Regions from separate parts of the Sus scrofa genome. Here region 1 is linked to region 2. The links are chromatin contacts, called in public Hi-C maps. All regions are on one chromosome and are shown on one strand. Each heading gives the region's core, a stretch centred on a gene start, on an enhancer-like site or on the middle of the called end of the contact. The rest is flanking DNA. Distances are from core to core; before and after follow the strand shown. Region 1 holds the start of SPARCL1 (SPARC like 1). Region 2 holds the start of PKD2 (polycystin 2, transient receptor potential cation channel).

Region 1 (5,498 bases), core at 1,852-4,351, 330 kb before region 2:
AAATTCAAAGCTTTTTTCTTTCTTTCTTTCTTTTTTTTTTGTCTTTTTGCCTTTTCTAGGGCCACTCCTGTGGCATATGGAGGTTCCCAGGCTAGGGGTCTAATCAGACCTGTAGCCACCGGCCTGCGCCAGAGCCACAGCAACAAGGGATCCGAGCCACGTCTGCAACCTACACCACAGCTCACAGCAACGCCGGATCCTTAACCCACTGAGCAAGGGCAGGGATCGAACCCGCAACCTCATGGTTCCTAGTCGGATTCATTAACCACTGTGCCACGACCGGAACTCTGCTTTTTTCCTTCTTGACCCCCCAGTTTTCCTGCCAGAAAAATTATTCCAAAGGCGTAATCAAACACTTCCTCACTGTGTCTAATATTCTGCTGGTACGCCTGACATTTAAGAAACATTTAATTCCTACAACGACTCCATTATGGGTATGCTTATCATCACTTGCTTAAGAGATGGGTAAACTGAGTCCTGCAGGTGTGAAGTGACTGCCAAGCTCACACAGCCGGTAAGAGGTGGAGTCAGGACTCAAACTCAGGCGTGTTAGATGCCGAAATCCATGCCTGATGCACTCTTCTGGGCTGACTCTGAGGCAAAGACCTGGCATTGATGTTTATTATACAGCAAAGTGTGGACGTGCAAGGAAGAAATCTTGAGGGAAATCCTAGAGTAAATTCCTCTTCTATGGAGTTACATTTGGGAAAAATAGACAGATTAGTGTTTTAAAATAAGCTCTGATCAGTGGATTGATTCATATGTATCAGACAGAGCTGTTTTCTTCACTTATCGTAACAAATCTCCACGATAGCAACCAGTTTTATAATCCGTCCCCATTTCTGCAGTTGAAGGGACTGAGGCTCAAAGAGTCATTTGTCTCAAGTCACAGAGCCTGGAAACACCCAGATATAAACCAGATCTTTATGTTTCTAGAGCACGTGATCTTATTCACTTTATTACATCATCTCTCTGCAGTCAGTCAAGACCACACACCCTGTTCCCCCAAATTCTGCTCATCTTTTGATGCCCGGGACAAAAACCAGACTGACCTCAGGTTGCACTACCATTGCAAGCGCAACTTTTGGGGGAAGAGGCTTGGTGGGCCCTGAATGAACCAGACCCTGGCCTAATTTGGCATCTCCTGGGGAATTCTGGATTTATGGGCCCCTTTCTCCTTGACTGAAGGTTGTTCTGGAATGACATATGAGGGAAAAGGGCATCTGAAGTCTGAAAAACAGTCACTTATGTTCTTGGTGAAAAAAGATTCCCAACACGTTCTGGACATTGTGCTAAACTTAACTAAAACAGCAGTGTTTGTGTACTGTTACATATCAACCGAACAAAAATAACAAGCAGTCAAGAGGAAATGAAATGAAGAATGTTTAGGAGTTGTCCAGAAATATCACTATTCATTTCATTTCTGTCATCACTATTTATTATTTTTACTTAGTTGATCAGTGAAACTGCACGACAGGCTATTGGGAACTAAATCTCAAATGACCTGGAAAGGAAACCCCAGTCCTCAAATTGCTAAATGGCTGGGCAAACATTCCCTGAAAGAAAAAAGGCAGGATTCATTACAAACATGCACATATTCTTTTCCAAAACGTGGAAAGCAGCATTGCCGGACTGGATGATACAGACTACTGTGCTTTGCTGGCTCTTTTGAATGGACAGAAGTATAAACTTAAATCTTTCCTGAGAGGGATGTCCTTTTCAAAACAGCAGTCAGAGTTAACAACAGTCATAACCATCAAGCTGTAGCTGAATAAGCTGTGAACTGAAAAAAAGCTGGTATCCATGAGAAAGAGGAGAATTAAAAAAGAAAAGGTTTCTGCTGAGTTAGACCAAGTGGACATTTCTATTCAGTGTACTTAGGCCCTGCACCAGAGGAGAGCTGAGCTATAACGCCAAGGTGACACATTTCAGATTAAAGGCAGGTCAAGAGAGATGCCCTCTGTGCACTACCTCTTGGTTGTAGTATCCGCAGCATCCATCTGCAGTTGAAAGCCTGGTTTTCTCCTCCGGGGTGACCTTGAATACCTGGGAGGAGCGACGGAGCCTGACTTGCATTATTGGTTTATTTTAGACGAGAGAGCCAGAACAAAAACGCCCTGCAGTGTAGGATTTATCATCATGTTTTAGCTCTTTGATTCCCACTCCCTCCTTTTTTCCTTCCTAAATAAGAAGGCATCACTAGGAGTTAGAAATTTTGTGTATGTGTGTGCATCCTAAAAACGATAGGAGTCAAGAGACAATGAGTCATAAAACTATAAAAGGGAATCAGAAAAAAAAATAGTCACAATAACTAAAAAATAATCAAAGAAAAATATAGTATTTTAGGGATTTTCTTACCTTTCAGAAAAGCAAAATATTCCATTTTTACGTTCCTCTTAGGTATAGGCTGGGACAGTGGTGATGATTGAATAATTCAGATAATTTAAACATGAAAAACTCTCAAATTACTTTGATTAAAAAGTTTTTTTAAAAACTGCTTTCCTTATGATGTCTTTAATATATTTGGCAAAGAATTTCTGCAAAACACATTTCAGGATCTCAGCCTTCACCAAGATCTGAATGCTAGTCTGGCCAACAGCAATTCAACATTTGCATTCCTAGTTTACACTAAACCCACCATTTATTCCTACTTACTATTTAATCTTGGATAAGAAAGTGTTAAAATTCTCTAGTAAGTTGATTTTCTGTAAATCAGGCAAAAGGATTTTTTGTTGGTAAAGAAGATGGCTTTGTATCAGGCAAAAATATTAGACATCTTTAGCAGATCATGCAAACCGGTTAACAAATGCAATTAGATAATACAGTAAACATATTACAGTTACCTTCAGGTAGGTGGCTGGACCCAGAGCCTTGGCAGGAATTTGAAGTTGAATCTTCTCTTTGCACACAGCCAGAAAATAAAAGTTTGACAAATACCCAATACTCTATATATCTCTTTCCTCGTTAGCTCTGCTTCTTTGCCCAGAAACACATTCAGGTCTATTGGAGTTGAAATTCTGCTGCTCTGTCAACTAGTCAGGGTCTGAGGTGACAGATGAATTTGGAGGTTGGCACTGGGACGTATTTCAGGCTGTCATCGTTTTTGTTGCAGATTCCTGCAGTTCTCCAGCGGGCTAGCCTCTTACTCCGAGGCGAGGGCGTGATGAGCTTTCCAGGCTGTGCAGACCCACAGGGAAAGAGCTCCTTCTGCCCGAGAGAATGGGGTTAACAGTCCTCTTCTCAGGCGCTTGTTCTCAGAGGCTTATAACTTGGCCAGAATATAAGGCTTGGCTCCTTATGCCTTTTTTTTTTTTTTCCTCCTCCTTTTTCAAACAACTCTAAAAGGTTTTACAAGCTGGATCCTTTTTTTGTTGGGGGGGGATTTTTATTTTAAGACTTTGAAAAGAAACTCCATGCTGTGGTTTCTTCCTGAAGGAAACTGAGGGGTGGGGGTTAAGGAAGGGGAGAAGAATAATTGCATTTTTATATTGCTTAGGTAAAAGCTGTTCTCAGGGGTAGGTCTGGATTTAGTAACGGCAGGGTACCTCAGATACTGTAGCCTTCAGAAGTTTAGCTGTATACGAAGCAAGCATCACTCCTTCACTTGCGTGATCACTTGCATGCCGCTCAGAAATGTTGCTCTTCGTAGACTATTCTTCCCCCCAGAACACTCCCTACCATAACCCCCTGTGCAATGATCGGTCTGTAAGAAGTCTTCCCATGAAGTAGACTTGGTGTTCTGCTTATTTATATGTGCATCCAATCTCTTCCACTGCTATTTCTACATTTATTGCACACGTATTAAGTGTCACATGGACGGACTTTTTTTTTTGATGCATTCATTTCAGTTGATATTCGCAAGTCTACACGAAGTATTACACCCATCTGATGAGGGTGTGGTTTAGCGGGGCCGTCTCCATGTTTGAGGCCACACAGCTTGGGTTTGCATCTTGGTTCCTAATTGTAAATGACCTGGGACAAGTTATGTAATGTCTCTAAGCTCCTGAATCCTTATCTATGAGACGAGGACGCAACTGAGGGGGGGCTAGTAGTGTTTGTCTCAGGCGGTGTTCTGCATTTTAAGTAGGTAGACACCTACCATCCAGCAGACACTCAAGGTGAGCTCTTAGGATTTTCATGAGGAAAGCAGAGAGAGCTTGGTACGGCTGAGCGACTTTTCCAGGGTCTTGTAGGATTCCAACCCAGCTACCCTGGCTGATTGCTGCACTGTCACTCAACCTCTAGGCTATAAAATCTCCTTCCGAGTGAGCTGTGAGCTCCTTAAGGGTGAGGAAGGCTCTTTCTCTATTCTCCACGTGCCTAACACAGTGCTTTGTATACTGTAAAAGCTCCGTTAAGGTTAGGTAGTTATAATTTAACTTAGATTTTTCTACATTTTTTTTTTTTTTTTTTTGCCAAAGGCAGGTCAAAAGCAAAGCAATATTAAAAATAAAGAAAAACCCCACCTATAGTTCTAGGCAAATATGCCCTCAGATGATTGTGCCCAAGCACCTTAGAAACACTTGCCCTGTTTATTTTTCAGGACACCGCAAGAGAAAGGTAATAAGAATTATCTCAGTTTTGCAGTTGGGGAAATTTGGGAGCAGAGGAAACTGGGCAGTTTGCCTGGGAACTGAAAACAAGTCACTGTGCAGCTGGGAACTGTCTCAACATCTTTAGAATCAGGATTGCTTGTTCCAAACTGCCTTTCCAGGCGCAGGGTGAAATGACGTGATGTCCGTTTGCCTCAGACAATGGGATGTTTTTCCTTAGCCAGGGTCTGGGGTGTGAGCAGTCTCCTCGGAGGAAGGATCAAAGGGGTGGGCTGTGTTTGATTTTGCTTCTCCTCTTTCTCTGTGCACAGCTGGGTCTGAGAAGTGTGGGAGACACAGGCACCGTTTCTCCAGGGGCTCCCAGGGGCCCCAGGTGTGGTGTGGCTGTTGCAGGGTAGGCAGGACAAGCACTTCCGAAGCTCTTGCCTGAGGCTGGCTAAAGGAAATTTGCTTCGGGACCCAAAATGTTACCTTCTTCTTCTAACAACATTCCCCATTTATTTGCCATAGCTTTATAATATTCATTTCAGGTAATTACCTGAATTCCATGAGTACGAAGAGAAAATTTTAGCTAGAAAGCTATGGAAAAAAGGTTTGGCCAACAAAAATATCTTTTCTAATACTGAAGTTGATACTTTACGTTTTTACAAAATTATCATAGTAGAATTTCTTACAGACGTTTACAGTAACATAAAAAGGTTGGTTAGAATAAACTGGATTTATCTCTCAAATGTACCCTGAAAATTCATTTATAAGTGGCAAAGCCTGAGAATTTTGACTCTCAGTTATACAGGATGTTTGCTCTAGGTCTCACTGAGCTCTAACTCGATTTAAAAGACCACTGTATTTATTATAACTAGATAACAAAGAAAAGTGTGTGTGTGTTTTAATAAAAAGACCTTGAATCCACAGTGTCTTTTAAGTATGGCTTTATTTTGGGAATGT
Region 2 (6,094 bases), core at 190-2,689:
CACAGAGGGAAGATGACATGAAGACAGAGTGAAGGCTGTATCCCATCTACAAGCCCAGGAGCAACGCCTCAGAAGAAACCAACCCTGCCGACACCTTGATCTTAGACTTCCAGCCTCTAGAATTGTGAGAAAAATTAATGTCTGTGGTTAGAGACACCCAGTCTGTGGTACCCCATTATGACAGCCCTAGAAGAAAAAAATGTATACACACACACATATGTGTGTGTGTGCGCATATATATATTTATAAATATGTATACATATAAAAATATATATACCTTATACACACACACATAGAAGAAGGTTTTGAAAATTCACTAAATCAAGATACGGACATTAAATGTTAACCTTTAAGCTGGCAGAAGCCTCCACAGGTGTCGAAGCATCAACGTGACACAAGCAGGTTTGGTTCTGGAAACACAATTTGGAAACAGTGGGGACCCCAAAGTGAAGGATGATGGTGGAACTGACAGACTAAAACAAGCCATCGGGGTTCTGGGCTACATTACTGCCAATGGGAATAAGCAACAGAGGTCCTATCAGGGAGACATTTGTGGGGCAGAAGTAACACAAGTCGGGGGAAATGATGTGGAGGAGAAGAGGAGAAAGGTGAGGCAACCCTGCAGAAGTGGGAGTGAGGATGCCTCAGATCTCACCTGGGGATACAGGAGGTGAGGCAGGCTGGAAAGAAGAGGGGGAAGGATAAATTTAGTTTGGGATGGGTGCAGTTGGAGACAGCTGCCAAGCATCGAGCTGGATGTGCTCCACAGAGCGGGAATTAAGCGCCGGAGCTCGGACCTGGCATGCGATTCTGTTACTCCCAGGTCAGTCCCGGCTGCAGCAGATGCGGTGGTGGGAAGGGGACGGCTGAGATCACGCGGAGCACCAGCGATCCGAGAGCCCCAAGGCCGAATCCTTGCGGTTCCCACAATGTGTGGAGAGAGGAGCCAACCAAAGATTAAAGAAACCATCCGAAAGGCAGCAGAGTCGGGACGAGGAGGGCCGCCAAGCGCCAAGTTAGTCAGCGTTAGGGGCTAGTTGGTCGTTTTCAAGTCAAAGCTTTCCTTTGCCTCCGCTGCAGACCAGCGCAGGCTGGGTTTCGCCTGTTCGCACCACCGTCCCCTAAAATGGTTCACCCCTCTCCCCGCACTTTGGTAAATCGAGGCAGAAGTGGCTGGGTGGGGGGAACGGAGACCCAAGCCTTATTTCAGGGTCGCGCAGCCAGGGACAGCTCCAGAAGCCCTTGGCTCGCGGGTGGACGGACGGCTCGGCGAGTCCCTCCCCGCCCGAGCCCTTCCACCCGAAAGGAATGCGGCCGCCCGCGCCCGGGCTCAGGCTGCACTTGGAACGCGGACCCGGGCGCCGCGCGCCGAGCGCGCGGACCACGGGGGCGGCTGCCTTGCGCCTCCCCCTGCAGCGCGCGGCGGCCGCCGGGCGAGGCGAGGCGAGGGGGAGGCGGGCCGAGGGGGCGGGCGAGGGACGCGGGACCGCGGGGAGGTCGGGGGCGGGGAGCAGGAGCCGCGGGCCCCGGGAAGAAAAGAACATGGCTCCTGCAGCGGGCAGCGCCGAGCGGGGCACCGGGCGAGGGCGCGCCTGCAGCCAGTGACCGCGATGGTGAACTCGAGCCGCGTGCAGCCGCAGCAGCCCGGGGACGCCCAGCGGCCGGCGGCGCCCCGAACGGCGGGCCCCGGGCGGCTGATGGCGGGCGGCGGGGCCGCGGGCGCTGGCCTCGCGGCCCCGGGCGGCCTCCGCGAGCAAAGGGGCCTGGAGATCGAGATGGAGCGCATCCGGCAGGCGGCCGCGCGGGACCCTCCGGCCGGAGCCTCGGCCTCTCCCTCTCCTCCGCTCTCGTCGTGCTCGCGGCAGGCGTGGAGCCGCGACAACCCCGGCTTCGAGGCCGAGGAGGAGGAGGAGGAAGACGAGGTGGAGGGAGAAGAAGGGGGCATGGTAGTGGAGATGGACGTGGAGTGGCGCCCGGGCAGCCGGAGGTCCGCAGCCTCTTCGGCCGTGAGCTCCGCGGGCGCCCGGGGCCGGGGGCTGGGGAGCTTCCACGGCGCCGGCCATCCGAGCGGGAGGCGGCGCCGGCGAGAGGACCAGGGCCCGCCGAGCCCCAGCCCGGCCGGCGGCGGGGACCCGCTGCACCGCCACCTCCCCCTGGATGGGCAACCGCCCCGAGTGGCCTGGGCCGAGAGGCTGGTTCGCGGGCTGCGAGGTAAGCGCGCGGGACCCGCAGCGGCTGATGCACGAACCAGAACCGCGGGCGCCGCGGGAGCCATCGCCCGCCGGGGCAGCTTTCCGGGGGCTCCACCTCGCGTACCCATTGCGTCCCCGCCTCCCCTGGAAGCGCCTTCCCCACCTCTGCTAAAGCTGCTCTATTTCCGGTGCCCATCGCTGAATTCCAGGGCGCCCTTGTTGGTGCAAACTTATTGGATACCTCCTTCTTCTAAAGGAAGACGTGCCTGCTTATCTTTACCTTTGGAAATAGTGAAAGCCGTAGTAGAGTGAAAGGGTACATCTGGAGATTTTTTTTTTTTTTTCTTGTTAGGGAAAAGAAAAACAGACTAATACAGATGGTGGTTGCAAGCACATATTTGCTCATTTTACCTAATTTTCTACCTAGTAGAAAAATTTGTCCTAGTACCCATGGTCTTCCGCCGGCCTGGATGCCCTAGTGCCCCTTATCCGATTCTGGAAAGGGTAGGCAGTTCAGCGGGAGGAGGGCCATTGAGTAGTTATTGATGGTTTGGTGTTGTGCACGGTTGTTTGCGGGAGAGGGAGCTGTTTTTTGAGAACACCACGAATAGGATAAAATAATGTCTGTTATTTGGCCTGCAATTCTAATTCTTTGTCTAAAATAGTTGCAAAGTGAATGTTAACGTTGTTAAGGATGTTTTTCAATAACTGACGTTCTTTGAAATTCCGGTGAAACAGTGACGTCATCAGATACCACCTGTGGGTAGATGTGTCGAGTTCAGTGCACCCAACCCGCCAAAAGGCAGCAGAGGCATTTTGGAATTTACCAGTGCCTGTTAACAGGACACAGTTTTTCCAAGAGCAGATGGGAGCCTGTTTTTGCAAAGTTTTGTCAGAGGCATCCTTGGAAACGAGTTGCATTGGCTCTTTCCATCCAAATGACTGTCATCTCCACTTTTAATACTTGACCATTCTCAGTTCTTTTGAAATTTCCCCTTCTCTTCTCCTGTCAGTTTTGAAAGTCTTGCACAAAAGACAATCCTGGTGTTTTTATAGACATGTGATTAACCCCAAGTCCCTCCGATACCCAAATCCCAGTTCTGCCACGCGGTCGCTGAGACGTCAGGCAAACTGCCTAACCTCTCTGATCCCCAGTTTTTGGATTTTTTTCAAAAAGGGATAATCATAATACTTAGTTCTTCATTTGGGAGATTAAATAAAAGGAGCCGTTATATGTAAAGCAAGTCTCTGCCATGTTGTGAATGCTGCATAAATATAAACTCATAGATTGTGAAATGTACATTTGGGTACTTTTTTAACACGAGTGATTATGCTGGTTAATTTGATCCAGAGCATGGTAAGAACAAAAGATTCCTTTTGGGTAATCTGAGTGAATAGATTTGTAGAAAAGTTTCCTTTTTTAAGGTTTGAAATTGTATTCAAACAAATTATGTATTTTACATGGTGTTGATTGTACTTTTAAATATAGTCATTCAAATGAGAGAAGTTTCTTGTAAGTTAATACATAATGGTCAATCTTGATCCTTTTAATTTAATTGCATATATTGGTTTATTAAGGAAAAATTTCAGAAAACTTAGAATGAATACGCTAATAATAAAACTTTTGGTCAAACCTTATCAATAGTCTAGTTGGTAGGAGAGCAGACTCACGAAAATCTTTTATATAGAAAATCTTAGAATAAATTTTGTTTTATTACTGTCTTTTCTGAAGACGTAAAATTGATCTTCTTGTCACTTATGAAATAAGTAACATTTAAAAATAATTAGCACCTCCTGTGAAAATAGACAGTGCTAGGTAACACACACACACACACACACACACACACACAAAGAACTAAAATAGCACATCACCATTCTCCTATGGACAGAAACCCAGAAAAATGAAATGAATAACCATGAATGAGATGTGATTTTTCCCCCCTCTTGGGATACCAATGATAAAAACCTCATGTGCAAAAAAGAAAGAAAAGAAAAGAAAAAAATCTTACGTGCATTATCTAAGTAGTGTCCTGGCTCTAAAGAGAGAGTACCTTGAAATTTCTAAATGTAGAGCAAGTAGAAAAACTAGAGTGGTCAGGAGCTGCCTTGGAGGTCTCCCACCTTGATGCCTTAATGTAACTCACTCAAATATCCTGGCTTCCCTTCCTTGTTTATAGAGTGGATGGGTTGACCTTAATGTTCAAGGTCATTTCCTGGCTTCAACCTACAGTGTGCTGTGTAATGATATGAATCTGAGCTGGACAACAAATGATCATTTTTCTCCTTAGCAGGAGTGAGAGAGCAAAGAAGAAATATTTGAGGTCTGGTTGTGGGCAGCATTCTGTCTAACCAAGGAATTAAAAACTTATCCCAAAATATTAGGAAGCAGTCGAAAGTTTTTGAGCAGGAGCAGAACATGCTGAAAGGGAGTATGAGTCAGGCAGTGTGCTGTGCAGGAGAGATTGCAGAGGAAGATAGGGAGGTAGGAGGTAGCCAGCCAAGGGGTGAGGAAGGCCTGGACCAGAGGCTGCGAAGGATGCCCAAAAGACTGCTCCAGTCTTAAAGGTATCCCTACCCAATAATCGTGCTTACTTTTCCCTAGCAAACTTTTTAGCATGAGAGAAAATTTAACATTCTACTCCAATTTTCTGAAGTTCCAGAGTCGAACGTGTTTTATGGATGTATCAATTTATTAAAGTCACTTTCTGTTTGTTATTTCAAACATATATGCCTGAGGGGTTTTTTGTTTTCCTGGAGAAATCATAAAGAACTAGCTGTAATGGGCAGGGTGGGTGAAGTTGCTGTAACAAATAGATACCTCTTCTCCTCTTCACTATACCATATCATCGCTTTTTCATCACCCCAAATATAAGCTCTGCCCATTAAATAATAACTCCCCACATCCCCTGCTCTTCCCCGCCCCCACCTCTCTTCTGCTTTGTGTCTCCATGAATTTTCCTATTGTCGATACCTCATTCGTGGAATCATGCCGTATTTGTCCTTTCATGTCTGGCTTATTTCACTTAATGTTTTCAAGGTTCACCTATGTTGTAGCACATATCTGAACTTCATTCCTTTTATTAACCAAGTAGTAGTCCCTTGTATGTAGGTACCACATTTTGTTTATCCAATTATCAGATGCTGAACCCTTGGATTGTTTCTGTGTTTTGGCTCTTTTCCCTTTATTTTTAATTCAAACCTCACTCTATCATTTCTTCCTTTTCCCCTTTTATTTGCACTACAATTCTGAACAAATGAGATTTTATATTTTCATTGCAGTGGGGATTTTTTTTTGAGAGAGAGGTGCTACTCTGGGCGGTGTGATAAGGCTATGCTAGTAACAGAATTGGTACACCCACAAACATTTATTGAGCCTCTCCCTTGTGGTAGGTACTAGAGATTCAGAAATGAATAAGACAAGATCCCAACTCTTAAGGAGCTCAGCGTTTAGTAGGGGAATCAGAGATGTCAGTAAATAATTGTAGGGCCCGGTCCCAGGCATGAGAGGGACCCGAAGAAGAGAGGACCGGCTCTCCCTGGGGAGGTTAGAGGAAGTGAAACTTGATTATGGTTTGAGATATTAACCGATGAGATGATGCGATTACTGGGATTCATTTCAGAATAATCGAGGAGTGGGTGAGGGTTTCGATGAATCAGAGCTGGTGTTGAGTTGATTGTTGTTGAAGCTGGGCGCGGGACCCCTGCGAGGTCTTTTATGTCCTTCCTCTTTGTAATTTTTTTATGTATTGCAAAATAAGGTTTTGGAAGCATTTGGATAAAAGTTGCAAAATGGCATTTTTTTCAAGTTAATGATTAATGTTTTGAGACACCTTTGGTGTTTTGGATTATCCATGTCAAAATTCCGCCATATTCATCGTAGTAAGTAATGTTGTTTAGGTGAT

Evidence for each region. Hi-C and Micro-C count contacts between places; a contact is called where the count stands out from the background.
Region 1: a Hi-C map of skeletal muscle shows a contact between it and region 2, with 2.5 times the contacts expected there. The contact joins the promoter of SPARCL1 here to the promoter of PKD2 in region 2. A contact is called at or near these places in 2 of 47 Hi-C or Micro-C datasets (heart right ventricle and skeletal muscle).

What each region holds. Positions count from the first base shown.
Region 1 is chr8:131,385,171-131,390,668 of Sscrofa11.1, reverse strand. SPARCL1 (SPARC like 1) reads right to left here and starts at 3,101. Exons shown (of 12, transcript NM_001097422.1): 1 at 2,844-3,101; 2 at 1,972-2,046. It also overlaps a transcript of DSPP not described here.
Region 2 is chr8:131,054,277-131,060,370 of Sscrofa11.1, reverse strand. It overlaps PKD2 (polycystin 2, transient receptor potential cation channel), which reads left to right and starts at 1,439. Exons shown (of 15, transcript NM_001245979.1): 1 at 1,439-2,211. The coding sequence starts at 1,611.